2 separate regions of the Neogale vison genome follow, and region 2 is linked to region 1. Evidence: chromatin contacts called from public Hi-C data. All regions are on one chromosome and are shown on one strand. Each heading gives the region's core, a stretch centred on a gene start, on an enhancer-like site or on the middle of the called end of the contact. The rest is flanking DNA. Distances are from core to core; before and after follow the strand shown. Region 1 holds the start of RAI1 (retinoic acid-induced protein 1). Region 2 holds the start of ATPAF2 (ATP synthase mitochondrial F1 complex assembly factor 2).

Region 1 (7,084 bases), core at 3,390-5,889:
GTGGGGAGGACAGACACTGACAGAATTCCGGATAATGCCAGGATAAACGCTAGGCTGCGGGTATAGACAAAGGGAGATGACTCAGTCCGCCTCACAGGTCAGAGGAGGAGGAGACAGGACGCGTCTGTTTTGGTCTTGGGAGGCAGGGAGGAAGGTGAAGGGCATCTAGGTGGAAGCCGCAGCCCAGGCACATGTGCAGAGACAAGGATGCACGCGGCCGAATCCGGGGAAGAAGCCTGTGCTATGGCTGGAGGGGATGGAAGGGGGTTGAATGGGGCAGAGCAGGCGGAGGACACCAGAAGGGGCCCCCGGCACGGGGTAAGGACCATGTGCTGGACCTGCACTCAGAGGGCAGCAGGACCCCTGGAAGTATCTGCTGCGGTTGAGAAAGCACTCTGGGAGTGTGGCCCACGCTGGGAGGGGGTGGGGCGGAGGCAGGGCGGCCCAGGAGGCCCCACCAACAGCCCCGCCTCCCCCCCCCCATCATTCTCTCCAAGCTGGCTCCTCCCCTCTTGGCCACCGGACACGCGCCACGTCTGTTCCAGCCTCCAAACACTTGCTGGTGTGCTCCCTCCACCAGGATCCCGCCTGTTGTTCTCACTTACCCGTGCCGAAGCACCTGCTTTCCAAGACCCCTCTTCCACGAAGCCCCTGCCTCCCTAAAGCTCCCAACTTTGGTCGAGACGGAATCCTGAAGCTCAAGTGATCTGTTGGGCCCGTACGTCTCGGAAGGGAATTCTACATGGTCTCCCTCTGCATGGACAAGACTTCCCAAAGACGCTGCCCTACGCTCTGGCCCTTATCATCCCCATAACACGTGGGCCCTTCACAGGGGGACCTGTTTTCTGCCCGCCCGAAACCTGGCTCGACTCTCATGACAATGTGGGTTCCCCTGGGTATTTTCTGGATCTCAGTCACCCACTGGGCTGTGACCTTCCTGGAGGCAGGTGCACGAAGCACGGGAGGTCAGAAATGGTGGGTCCTTGGAAAATACCTGTTCCCTTGGGGTCAGTGAGCCCAGGTACCTCTCCCACAGAAACCCTGCCCAGTGTCCACTGCTCCCCCCATCCCTCCCTGTGGAGCCACACATTTGAAAGTGGGGGGTGGGCATCCACCTCACAGCCACAGGTGGCCATTAAAAGGAAGAAGATGGGGTGCCTGCCTGGCTCAGTTGGTTGAGCAACCGACTCTTGATTTCAGCTCAGGTCATGATCTCGGGGTTGTGGGATAGAGCCCCGCACTGGGCTCTGCGCTCCACGCTGAAGATTATTTTTCCCTCTCTCTCTCTCCCCCTTCCCCTGCTTACACGCATTCTCCCAAATAAATTAAGTAAAAGCAACACGATGCATGCACGGACTGTGGTGGAAATAAACAAGCACTGATAATGGTGATAGTGCCAACCAGCATTTGGTGGGACAAGTACTGTTCTAAGCTTTGTGTGTTTACACAGAATAACTCATTCCACCTTCACTAGAGTCCTGTGGGGCCAGTACCCTCATCATTCCCACTGGGCAGACAGGAGTCGCAGATGCAGACGCAGAGAGGTAACTCATTTGGTATGTGGCAGAGCCAGGAGTCAACCCTGAGCCTTGCCTTGGGGCACCTCACCTTATAGCCTCCCCAAGACAATGGAAAGGAGCCAGGAACTTAAAGAGCCCAAGATGTATTCTCATCTGTGGTAAAAGAAAACTAACTTTCGGCATATAGGATACATACATATTCATGCAAGCAAGCAGCAGAACTGTCTAGGAGGACACATTCAAACTCTTAACTGGGGTTACTTGTGGGAGGGGTGCGGAGGACACTTTCACTCTCTATACTTCTGGGTTATTTGCGTTTTTCACAATAAGAATGAATCCGAGTATTACTTGAGTGAATAAAAAAGAGAGAACTTGTCAGAGCCTCAAGTAATGTTTGTGGAATGAATAAAAGCCAGATTCATTTTGTAGGACTGTTTTTTCAAACTCTGGGTATGACCCATTAGTGGATTATGAAATCAATTCAGTGGGCTGCAACCAGCATTTAAAAAAAAAAATTCACATAGGCTAAAACAGAAAGTATCCGCTCAGCTGTAAAGTAGAGGAAAGAGTTATTTCACTAAACTTTTGTTTCAGTTTTATATAGTGGTGGTGAAGAGAATTGTAATCTAAAATGTATTTCTTATACATTTTATAATGTATCCTTGAATCAAGTTTCTGGCAGAGTTTGAAAGCCACCGTTCTAGACTTGGGGTCTAAAAGGAAAATGCTGGGGGAGGGCACCTGCAAGGGACTCTTGGTCCAGTGTAAGAGAGATGGTTTTGCCCAGTGGGTGAGTTTCCTCCATTTAGGAAGAAGCCAGAGGGGTCCCTTGCTCTTGGAAAATGTCCTATTTAGCCCACTCTAGAGTTGGCTTCTGGGGCCTAAGCCGTCTTGATACCTCGGCTTCCTCCCAAGGCTTTTTGCCTTGAGAACTGGCATGGAGCCTCTCCCAGCCCAGAAGGTCTGTGCTCACTCCTGTGGGTCACCCAAAGCTCCTAGGGATGCTCCTGGGGTCCCATATACCCCCTCTGCTGTCAAGGGGGGGGGGCAGGCACAAATTCCTTTCCAGCTTCCAGATCCCCAGAACCACATCCCAAGGAAGCCTCTGGAAACACAGTTGTGTGGTCAGTCGGGAGGGGCCTCCACGGAGTCCACAGCGAGGGCTGCCCCCACAGTGGGTGAGCCTGACCTAGGCAGAGCAAGGTCTGTATGGAGGACAGGGTGGAGGAAGAGAAGCAGAGCCCCCAGCCTGGGGCTCCCACGGCGCTGGCGCCTCCACTTCGGAGCTCGCCTAACCCACCCCCGCCTCCCCTCCCAGGGCAGCAGACAACTAAAAAAAGATAAAATAAAAAGAAGTAATTCCCCTGCTCTGACGTCAGCGCGAGGTTTTAACAGCCCGGCAGCGGCCTGAAACCGGATTGCAACCAGATGTAATGCCCTTGAATCCTCCACACACCGCTGCGTTGGAAGAGAAATGAAGCGGGAGGGGGTGGTGGGGGGCCGGCACTTTGGGTGGGAGGGAGCCGTGCGGGTCCCGCGTGGGTCCTTGAATCAGAGCGTGCTGAAAGCATGGGAAAGGCGCTGCGGGAGGGAATGCTGCGAGCGGGGAAGCTCAGGGCCCGGGTCCGCCATGCAGGCGCGCTGCCTCCCCTCCCCCAGCCCCCCAATAGCGCATTGTTACACTCGGTTTTGTCCGCTCCGAGCCGAAATCCCAGCGCTCCCCACCCCCCCGCCTCCCGATCGCGGGCTCCCAAGAAGGCACGGCTCGGGTCGGCACTCCCGCCCTCGGCGTGGATTTGAGGAGGACTAAGAGCCCCAAGAAGGGCAACGGCAGGCTGGGAAAACGGGCGTCCCAGGAAGCTGGGGCCGCAGCGGCCTCGGGCCTGGCTGATGTTTCGCTTCCCCTCCGCCCCTCCTCCGAGGCCCCCGGCGCGACCGAGCCTCCAAATGTCACCCCCGTGTCCTGACACCCCGTCGCCCCCGCCGCGCTCGGCGACGCCGCCTGGCTCCCGGCCCCCGAGCCCTCCTCCCGGGCCCCCTGTCTCCCAAGCACGGGGGCCAGGGAGCTGGCCGGCTCGCCGCGGTACGGGGACTCGGGTCTCGCGTGTCCGGTGCCCCCGACCGTGACGTCACCCCCGAAGGGCCCGTGCGCCCGGGGCCTGGCCGCGTCGGAGCTCCCCGGGCCTCCGGGGCCGCTTCCTGCCGGGTCGCGCGCGGGGCCTGTGCACAGGCCCGGGCGCCGCGGCCCGCGTGGGGGGCACCGCAGGGAGCTCCGCGCGCCCTGTCTCCCCACGCCCGGCCCTCACCGCCCCCCGGCGCCCTGCCTCCCGCGCCGCGCCGCACGCCAGGCCCCGGTCCCCCTCGCACAAGTTGGCTCCCCGCCCCCCACCCCGGGCGCACTCACAAAGCTCCCCTCCCGCCCCGGCGCCGGACGAGTGCCCCCCGTGTCCCCACGCCCCGCGCGGCGGCACTCCGGGCCACCGCGCGCGCACAGCCCCGGGCACACAGATTCTCGCCGCTCGCGCCCCCACGCCGCGAACCGCCCCCAGACGGCCATCCGGTGACCTCGCGCACCCCCACACTACACAAAGCCGTGACCTCGCGGACCCCCACATCCCGGCCCGCGGCGCGCTCGGTCCCCGAGCCCACCTCCATTCCTCACCCTGCCTCGGATCCCGACGCCTCGCGCCGCCCCTGCCCCGGCAGCGGCCCCCGCGCCCCAGCGCTCGGTGCTCACCTCGGCGCCCGCGCTCACTCGGGGGCCCTGGCTCTGGCGCTGCGACTTCGCGGCCCGCAGGCCCGGGCGGCCATGGGGGTCAGGGCGCTGCGGCCCGGCCGGCCCGCGGCCAGGCAGGAAGGAGGGTGGGCCGCGGCGCCCCCTCCTCGCGCCGGCGCTCGGGCGGCGGGCAGGGCGGCCTGCTCCGCTCGCCTCTCGCCCTCGCAGCCGCTTTGCTCTCCGACTCGACTCTCCGAGCCCAGCCGCGGCGGGGGCGGCGCCCGGGGGCGCGGGGAGCCGGCGGCGCGGGGAGCGGGCCCTGGCCGCGCACCCGGCCGGGCCTGCCTGGTGTCCGCGGGTGCCGCGGGGAAATGCGATCCCCTCCGCACAGGAAGAGCGAACGGGCGGGCGGGCGGGCGACGCGCGGGGGGAGAAGGAGAGCGAGAGCGGGAGGAAAAAAGTTCCCGGGCGGCCTGGCTGCGCTCGCTCGAGGCCCCGGGCGCCAGGTGGGCCGTGCGCGCCCCGATAGCACCCCCTGGCGGTCCGCGCGCCCCACTGCGCGTCCCCCCACTTCTCCCCCCCACCCCCGCCAGCTCGTCCTCCCTAGCGTCCTGGGCCGGGGGGGGGGGGGGGGGGCGGGGGTGCGCCTTGCGTGGGTTCCAGGTGGAGCCCTCCCAGACTCGCATGGCCCGTCCCGGGCCGGGGGACGCGGTGGGACTGGAGGCCGGGTGGGAGTTGGAACCTCGGGCAGAGGATTTGGACTGGCATCCTGCCCTCAGATGCTTCCAGTCTCTGGCCTGGTTGCTAGGCCAGGCTCCCGCATTCACTCCACTATCGGCCGTCCCTGTGACCTCGTCTTTTTGGATTGGGAAACATTTTTTCAATTTCTGAACTTAATAGGCTGGACAGAAATCTCTCCACATACTGGGTTCCCGGCACCTTGCTGGACGCTAGGGAATGAACAGAGACAAGTGGTCTCTGCTGTCATGGAGATGACATCCTGTTGCGGACGGACAGACAGCAAACGAATGCTTACGTACATGAAGAACGTATTTCAGGGAGTTATGATTTCTAGGAAGCAAATTAGCAGATGAAGTGTCGGGTAGGGGTTATTAAGGTGGAAGTGAGAGAAGGGGGCCTATCTGAGCAGAGAACTAAACAACAGGAAGGAAGCCTGCTCTTTGTAGAGTCTGGAGAAGAGCATTCCCGGCAGAGGGAAGAGAAAGTGCGAAGTGCAGAGGCCCTGAGATAGGGGACAGCTTGGTGGGTAAACAACCAGGTGACCAATGGTGGGTGCACCAAATGCAGAGCCATAAGGGAAGACCTCTGTCTTCAGTGCTACAGAGGGCGTGGTGAGGAATTTGGATGCAAAGTTCTGGTGCTCTGGGAAGGAAGCCGTTGGCAGAATTTACGCAAAGGAATACTGAATAAATGAGTGAGTGAATAAGCCTATGAACTTAGAGGCTCCCTAAGCAACTGCTACTCCAAGGCTTTGACTCACCAGGGCTTGGGCAGAAACCCACAGCCACCTGCTCTGGGAACCTCCTCGCCCCCCCAGGACCCAGCCTCTGGGGTCTGTTGGTCCTATGGTGGGGAAGGGGGAACATCAGAGCTCCCAGGTGCCCTGAGACTACCAAGGTCTCCTATCAAACCTCAGCTTCGTCATTGGTAAAAGAGGGACAGCGGTAGGTAAGGTCCCCTTACTCTGTGTTAGACACTGTCCTTCTTTCTATGGGTTGTCCTGCTTGATCCTGGCAGCTCCTCTGGGAGGCAGGCTCACAGAGGAGACTGAGACACAGAGGGGTGAAATCACCTGTCCAGGTTCTCAAGTGAAAGTGACAGAGCCCAGACCTGCAGCCAGGGCCCTTCACTGAGCTCAGCCACCTGTCTCCCATGGAGAATGGTGAATGGGAGAAGCAAGGTAGAGGAAAACACAAGGTGAGCAGCACTAGTTTTTTTTGTTGTTTGTTTTAAAAGATTTTATTTATTTTAGAGAAAGCAAAAGCGATCACAGAGGGAGAGGGAACGCAGAGGCAGAGGGAGAAGCAGACTCATTATTGAGCAGAGAGCCTGATGCAGGGCTGGATCCTAGGACCCTGAGATCATGACCTGTGAGGAAGGCAGACGCTTAACCGACTGAGCCACCTGGGTGCCCCAGCAGCACTGTTTTAAGCTAGTTCTAATCTCATGTTCTTGAGTGGATGAGACCAGGTTTCTAAGACTTGCTGGGTCTCTGTTGCCTCATCTGTAAAATGGGGATAACAGCAGTCCCGACTTCCTGGGATTGTTGAGAGGACTGAACTCAGTCAGGTGTGTGAAGTGTTTAGCCCCAAGCCTGGCATGCAGTGGATGCTGCTACTGTTTTAGGTCAAACACTGTCTGAGAGGGTATGGCCCCTTTCATCTAGCTAGTGGCTTCCCAGCCCCCACCATGGCCAGTGTTCTCTCTCGCTGCCTTAACCTGCCTCTGGGAGAGCTGAGGGGAATGCCTGACACCAGGAACCTCAGGGGGCTGCTACCTCCCTGCGCAGGGCCCCACAACTGACAAGTGTCATTGTTGAGCACCTACAGTAAAAAATGTAAGTGCGGTGAATGACCACGGAGTAGTGGCTTGAAATGACACGCATGTGTTCTGTATGGTTCTAGAGGTCAGAAGAACCTGAAATCAGTTCCTCGGCGCTCCAGGCGAGGTGTTAGCAGGGCTAGTCCTTCTGGAGACACTGGGGCAGAATCTGTTCCCTGCCCTTTCTGGCTTCTGGAGGCCGCCTGCATTTCATGGCTTGTGACCGACTGATGACCTCCAGAAGCACGAAAAGGCAGGAAGACAATAGCTTCTGTTGTCCCACCTC
Region 2 (7,084 bases), core at 2,555-5,054, 330 kb before region 1:
CCAGAATCTCATGAAGGTTTGGGAAACTCTCTAAACTAGAATTAAGAGGAAAGAAAGAAGGAAGAAAGAAAGAGAGGCCCCAGAAAGCCCAAGAAAAGATGTGCAACATTGTTAGTCATTAAGGAGATTCCAATCAAAACCACAATGAGACACCACTTCACACCCACTAGCAGGACTGCGATCAAAGAGATCGGCAGTAAGTTAAAAGTGTCAGCAAGGCTGTGGGGAAACTGGACCCTCATGCGGGGCTCGTGGGAATGAAAACTGCAGTAGACACTTCGGAAATTGGTGTGGCAGCTCCTCAGAGTGGTAAGCACAGAGCTGCCATTGGACCCAGCATTCCACTCCCACGAGGAATGAAGACGGTGTCCACATGAAAGCTCATACAGCAATGTTCATTCCATCGTTAAATGGTGTCCAAAGTGGAAACCACCCAAATGTTCACCGACTGCTCAAAGACCCAACAAAATGCTATATATCCATGCAATGGATTATTATGCAATGATAAAAAGGAACAAAGCACGGCCACATCTACGATGCGGGTGAACGTTGAGGACATGATGCTCGGCAACAGAAGCTAGACACAAAAGGTCCCATAGTGTATGACTCCACATACGTGAAATGGCCAGAATAAGCAAATCTTCAGGAATGTGATGGCTAGGAGATGAGGTTTCTCTAGGGGGCTAAAATTAGGTTACAGGGATGCTTACCCAACTCTGAGTACACTAAAACTACTGACCTGAACACTTTCAGTGGGCGAGTTGCGTAGGATGCGAACTATATCTCAACAAAGCTGTTAGGAAACAAAGCAAGCAAGCAGGAAAGAGGCTGAGGTATATTCTAAGAAGGTTGAGTCCAAGAAACTGGTCCTGGCTGAAAAACCAGGGCGACGATGGGCCAATTCACAAGCCACTGACGGTCTCAGTGATGGACAAAGAGCTCACCAATCCAGATGTAGGGCGGCATTCCTGGGCATGGCCACAGCTCCCACCAGCAGACATCCTACTGAGGTTTGAGCAGGGCTTCTGCTCTGGGCTGCCCTAAGACCAGTCAGTCCTGCACCAACTCAATCACCACTTCTATTGGTTCACAAGGACATGGGCACCCAATAGGACGTTGGAAACACACGAATGACAGAAGCGGGAAGCTGCTGAAGAAGTCAAAGACCACTTCTCTTTGACACTTAGCTACTCTGCTGGTCTACCGCATCAGAAACCGTCAAAATAAACAATCGGCACAAATTCACGATCATTCCAAACACGACCCACACCAAGGACCTCACTGCTAGAATTTTACGATGTTGCCCCCACAATAAAGAAAAAAGTCTTTACCTTTATACTAAATTCTCACATTTTAAGCAAAAGACAAGAGGGATCGCTACATGAGGCATATAATTATGAAGAATGAATGAATCAGTCACAACAGTTTTCCAGTTATAACAAATGCCACGGCTCACGTGAAAAAGTTAAGTTTATGGAGCAAAGATACAATTAAAATGAAGAGGCAGTTTCCTCCACCAAAAAAGATGAAATTATTGATTTCCCCAAAACAGTAAGAAAAAAGAGGTTAATGGTGCTCTACGGTTAGGAGAAAGAAAATGTAGCTGCACTGTCTTTTGGGTGGGACACTCACTTGCTCAGAAGAGAGGCTGTCCAAAATCTACTATTTTTGAAGAGCCAAGGGCACATAAGGCAAAGACACATCTTAGGTTCTGTCCTCACGCATGGGAGCAGTAAGGTGGCACACTAGGTCCTCAGAGCTTCAGTAAAAGGCCTTTCAAGAGGGCAGATGGGGAGGGGCTTTGGGAGGTGGGGCCTCACACTAAGGAAAAAAGGGGCAAAGGGAGGAGGAAAGTGGATCCTGAGGCAGGCAAGGGTAGCTACACAGGAAGGGGTTTTGCAGGGAAGGGAGAGAAAAAAGAGTATGAACTACTGTTGATCACTACCTGGAGAAAAAAATGTCAAGTGTGTTTCTACTTGCATGAGAGGGGTGAAGTGCAGAAAAGGGCCAGAGTAGGTAAAGCTGTTGCTCCAAAGTTACCAGGGGCTGGCACCAGGTATTTAGAAATCCAGGTCAAATTGTTGGGGGGGGGGTGTACACGGACAGCAAGGAAATACTGTGTGAGAGATAATACGGGATGAGTTCGATTTCCCAGCACATGGCTATCAGAGACCAGGAGGAAGCCCTGGTTGTGGAGATAGAAGAACACAGAAAGAGGGTCCCCTGGAGCCGAGGAGGAGGAAGATGAAAGTATGGGTTGGGGAGGCAAGCCAGGGAGACTGGGAGGGGCCTGGAGGTGGCCAAAGAATGGAGGCAGGGACCATGAGAAGCCTTGAGCAGGAGGCCTGGGGCTGGGGTCAGCTGGGGTCAGCTGGGTGCCTGGGCCAGGAGAGACTGGCCACAGCTGGGGGCTGGGAGGCCAGAAGGCAAGACCCCCACAGACTTGGAGGAGCTCCACTCAGCAGCACCCAGGATGTGAGTGCCTGGTCTTGAGGGAGTAATTACCAGAAGCTAGGAATCAGTTGTGGGCTGGGGGGCGCTCAGGGGCTAATGGAGGGTGTGTGCGCCAGGTAGCCGGTCCGAGGGGACTAACCAGGCTCTCCCAAGGAAGAAATCCTGGGAGGAGGGCCTCGGGGTTTGAGGATCTCTGGAACTTAGGAAAGGGGAGGGAAGGAGGACTGTCTCAGGTCTGAGATAATTTGACATGGGCCCAGCCTCGGGTAGGGTCCCGAGTTAGGAGAAACCAGTGGAGAGCTCTTCAGGGTCTGAGAGGGACTGGAGGGGTGGGGGCTGATCTCACGGCGACAGGTCTTGGGGAGGAAGGACTCAGGTCTGAGGGTGGCCAGTCACGGGGGGGCTTCCGGATCCCAGGCAGGCCGGTCACGGGCTTCGAGTCTGGGACAGTGTTCAGGGTCTGCCAGGAGCTGCTCCCGACAGGCTCCGGTGTGAGGGGCCGGTCAGGGCTGGGGCTTGGAGAGTGTGAGACACCAGCTGGGCAGGTCCCGGGGGGTGAAGCGCCTGGTGCAGGAGGCCCGGCGGCGAGGGCCTGGTCCGCGGCTGCGGGCTCGAGAAGCCGGGGGCGGGCACGGCCCGTGAGCGCCGCGAGGAGGCCCGCGGGCCCCGGCCGGCCCGGCCCGGCGCTCACCTGCAGCACCACCTCTACGTCGTACGAGTTCCCCTTGCTCTTCTGGTGGCCGCGGAACTTGGAGCCGCTGTAGAGCAGGCTGGTGGCCACGCCGGGCTGCTGGGTGTTGATGGGCGGCGGCGGGATGAGCGAGGCCGCGGAAGCGGCCGAGGCACCGGCCGGCGGGGGACACTCGGTGCGGACCGGCATCGCGGGGTCCCCCGGAGCCAGGGCTGGGGGGAGGGGGAAAGGAACCGCCGCCGCCGCGCGGGAGCCGAGGGGGGTGGCAGGGAGGGAGGGGCCGGGGCGCGCACGCGCGGGGTGGGGGCGGAGGGGGGACCACCCGCCCGCTGCCTGCGGACCAAGCGCTCCGGCTGCCACCGGGACCCCGGGACCTGCGAGCAGGGCCTCCCTGTCCTGAGCTGAGTCCCCCTCCCCACTTGCCCTCGCACACACACCACCCTTTCGATTGGCTCAGGCGCGCCGGGGGGGAGGGAACAGGCTCACGCGGCGCTTCCACCCATTGGCGGGCGGAGAAAACACGTGGCGGGGTGCGCGAGGGGTCCTCTGGGACTTGTAGTCTTCTTCCCGAGGCGCGGCGTGGAGGGGGCGGGGCGAGGTGCGTTTGTGATGCTGATTGACTGGGGGTGTGCCAGGAGGCGCGCAGGAGCGACGGCGCGCCGCTGGTGTCAAGCGGAAGATGGCGGCGTCCAGGGGAGGCTGAGGGCTCTGGGGAGGTTGTGAGAGGTTTCCGTACAATCGGAGCGTGCGGCTTTGGGAATCCCTTCGCTCAGTTTCCTGCTCTCAGGTTTCCCGCCGGTTGACCCCCAGGCTCTCGGGCGCGATGTGGAGGAGCTGCCTCCGGCTGCGGCACGCCGGGCGCCGCCTCCTGAACCGGCCCCGGGCTGCCCTCACCGCGTCCGCGGGGCGGGAGCCAAACCCACTGACCCCTGCTCGGGCCTACGCGCCCCCAACAGGTGAGGGAGGCCAGGGCACATTCTCTTTGGGCCTGGGCCTGAGACTGACTAAGGTGGGCTGAGGGATTCGGCTGTGTAGGGCGGGGTCATCGAGGCAGGGCTCAGGCTCCTGAGGTTACTCAGTTCAATGGGGTCCTGCTATGGATCGGGGAAAATAGGCGGCCGGGCGAGGGCACACATCGCGTCGCTGCGTGAGACAGTAGTTGCCATTAGGGACGTGCAGTTTTTCTCAAAGCTTATGGGGTTTTTTCCAATAAGGAAAGCAAATAGCATTCTTGTTCTCAGACAGAGAAGTTCAGGTTCTTAGATCAGGACCACACCAAGGTCACAGAACAGACTCAGAAGTTTTTGGAGGGCGACGGTCAGTCTGATCTTTTTCTGTGTACCCATGGCTGGGCATCCTGGAACCGGGGCATTCAGTGGGTATTCAGTCTTCCATCCTGGACAATTTCTCTGCAGGTTCCGTGGCCCTGGGTCCCACTGCCCTACCACAGTCCCTGCCATTTCTTCTAAGGAGTTGACCCTGCTGCCTCCTTTCACTCCTGACTGATAAGGCCTAGAAGAAGGTAGTAACACTCACTGATTCTGGGAAGAGGTTTTAGTGTAAGAGTGGTAATGGTTCCCTTAAATGAGTGCAGATAGTAACACTCTTTAGTTAGTTTTTCTGTGCTGACAGCTGGAGGCATGGTGGTCTTCAAGGTAGGTGAGGTCCTACCTAAAGATCACTGTCATTATCGTTCACTGCCGGTTATAATAGTCTGATTAAACAACAGTGTATGATACTCTGTGATAAGGGAAATACAAAGAAACTGTGACAACATAAAGAAGCACCTACTCTCATCTTGGGGATTTTGAGGGTCTGGAAAGGATATTGGATGAAAGGATGTTTCAGCTGAGTCTTTTTAAAAATACATTTTATTTATTTATTTATTTATTTATTTTTTAAAAGATTTTATTTATTTACTTGGCAGAGAGAGATCACAAGCAGGCAGAGAGGCAGGCAAAGAGAGAGAGAGGAGGAAGCAGGCTCCCTACTGAGCAGAGAGCCCGACGCGGGGCTCGATCCCAGGACCCTGGGACCACGACCCAAGCTGAAGGCAGCGGCTCAACCCACTGAGCCACCCAGGCGCCCCTTATTTATTTATTTGACAGAGACATAGCAAGAGAGGGAATACAAGCAGGGCGTGTGCAAGAGGGAGAAGCAGGCTCCCCACTGAGCAGGGAGCCCGATGTAGGACCTGATCTCAGGACTCTGGGATCGTGACCTGAGCCGAAGGCAGACGCTCAGTGACTGAGCCACCCAGCCTGCCCTCAGCTGAGTCTTGATAGATAAGTTAGAGTTCAGTGGAGAAGAGGAGGAAGAGTGTGAGGTGGACAGAACAAGTTCAGAGGTGACAGCAGGGTGTGAGAGACCTTGCTGTGACATTATTTACTTCAGGAAATCTAGAACTCTACAGACAGTTTGACATTGTGACAGAAGTACAGACCTGGGGTCTAATGCTGCCTGGAGGTACAGCGTGATCTTGGGCACTGGACTGCTTCCTTTGAGCCTCATTTTCCTCTGTGGGTTGAAGGACCAGGTTGCCTATGAGGGTCCTGTTAAGTTTCATAATCTTATATACATGGGGGAGAGAGCTGGATGCAGCAAGGAGCTGACATTTTCCCTGTGGCGATCCAAGTCGAAGGGCATGAAAGTGGGCCATGAAGAGCCAGTAAAGAGGGAGAAGGAAGGGCACTTGTGACACTGTGAGTTATAAGAAGAAATATACAGCGCCTGAGTGGCTCAGTGGGTTAAAGCCTCTGCCTTCAGCTCAGGTCATGATCTCAGGGTCCTGGGATCGAGCCCCGCATCAGGCTCTCTGCTTAGCTGGGAGCCTGCTTCCTCCTCTCTCTCTCTCTGCCTGCCTCTCTGCTGACTTGTGATCTCTGTCTGTCAAATAAACAAATAAAATCTTAAAAAAAAAAAAAGAAGAAGAAATATACAGTTGACTCTTCAAACAACATAAGGGTTAGGAATACCTCTACAACCCCCCCCATTGAAAAATCACATACAACTTTTGACTCCCCCAGAACTTAATTACTAATAACCTGCTGTTGACCAGAAGCATTACGGATAGCATTCGAGTAACACACATTTTGTATGTTAGATGTTTTATTATTTATAATAATATATGTATTATTATATAATATATTATTATATGCATTATACGTATAATATATATAATTACTATTTATTTATATTCTTAAAGTAAGCTAGATACAAGAAGATCTTATTTAGAAAATTAGAATAAATCATAAGGAAGAGATCAGGAGGAAGAGAAAATAACATTTACTGTACTGTAAAAAATCCAGGTTTAAGTGGACATGTCCAGTTCCAACCAACATTGTTCAAGGGTCAACTGTCTCTTTTGGTCTCCCTTCAGCTCCTGGCACACATCTCTCTCTCTTTTTTTTTTTTTTTAAAGATTTTATTTATTTATTTGACAGAGACAAATATCACAAGTAGCAGAGAGGCAGAGTGAGGGAGGGGGAAGCAGGCTCCCCACCGAGCAGAGAGCCTAATGCGGGGCTCGATCCCAGGACCCCGGGATCATGACGGAGCAGGAAGGCAGCCGTTTAACTGACTGAGCCTCCCAGGCGCCCCTTTTTAAAGATTTTATTTATTTATTTATTTGTCAGAGAGAGCGCGCGCACAAGCAGGCAGACTGGCAGGCCGAGGCTGAGAGAAGCAGGCACCCTGCTGAGCAAGGAGCCAGATGTGGGACTTGATCACAGGACCCTGGGATCGTGACCTGAGTCAAAGGCAGCAGCTTAACTGACTGAGCCACCCAGGCGTCTCCTGGCACACATCTCTTAAAACCCTTGTAATTTACTAAGCAATAAGAGCGATGGAAGAGGTTTTTATTATAATATTTGGTCTTTTGTCCTAAAATTGCTCCAGAGATATAAAGTTGAAAGCAGTATCTTATTCATAAGCCTCTTT

The links. A called contact is a pair of places that touch in the nucleus more often than the background predicts.
Region 2: a Hi-C map of fibroblasts shows a contact between it and region 1, with 7 times the contacts expected there. The contact joins the promoter of ATPAF2 here to the promoter of RAI1 in region 1. A contact is called at or near these places in 2 of 3 Hi-C or Micro-C datasets (fibroblasts and muscle).

Annotation. Positions count from the first base shown.
Region 1 is chr5:69,863,901-69,870,984 of ASM_NN_V1, reverse strand. It overlaps RAI1 (retinoic acid-induced protein 1), which reads right to left and starts at 4,639. Exons shown (of 6, transcript XM_044249289.1): 1 at 4,258-4,639.
Region 2 is chr5:70,190,259-70,197,342 of ASM_NN_V1, reverse strand. It overlaps ATPAF2 (ATP synthase mitochondrial F1 complex assembly factor 2), which reads left to right and starts at 3,804. Exons shown (of 8, transcript XM_044249312.1): 1 at 3,804-4,101. The coding sequence starts at 3,969. GID4 (glucose-induced degradation protein 4 homolog) reads right to left here and starts at 3,523. Exons shown (of 6, transcript XM_044249314.1): 1 at 3,146-3,523. The coding sequence starts at 3,334.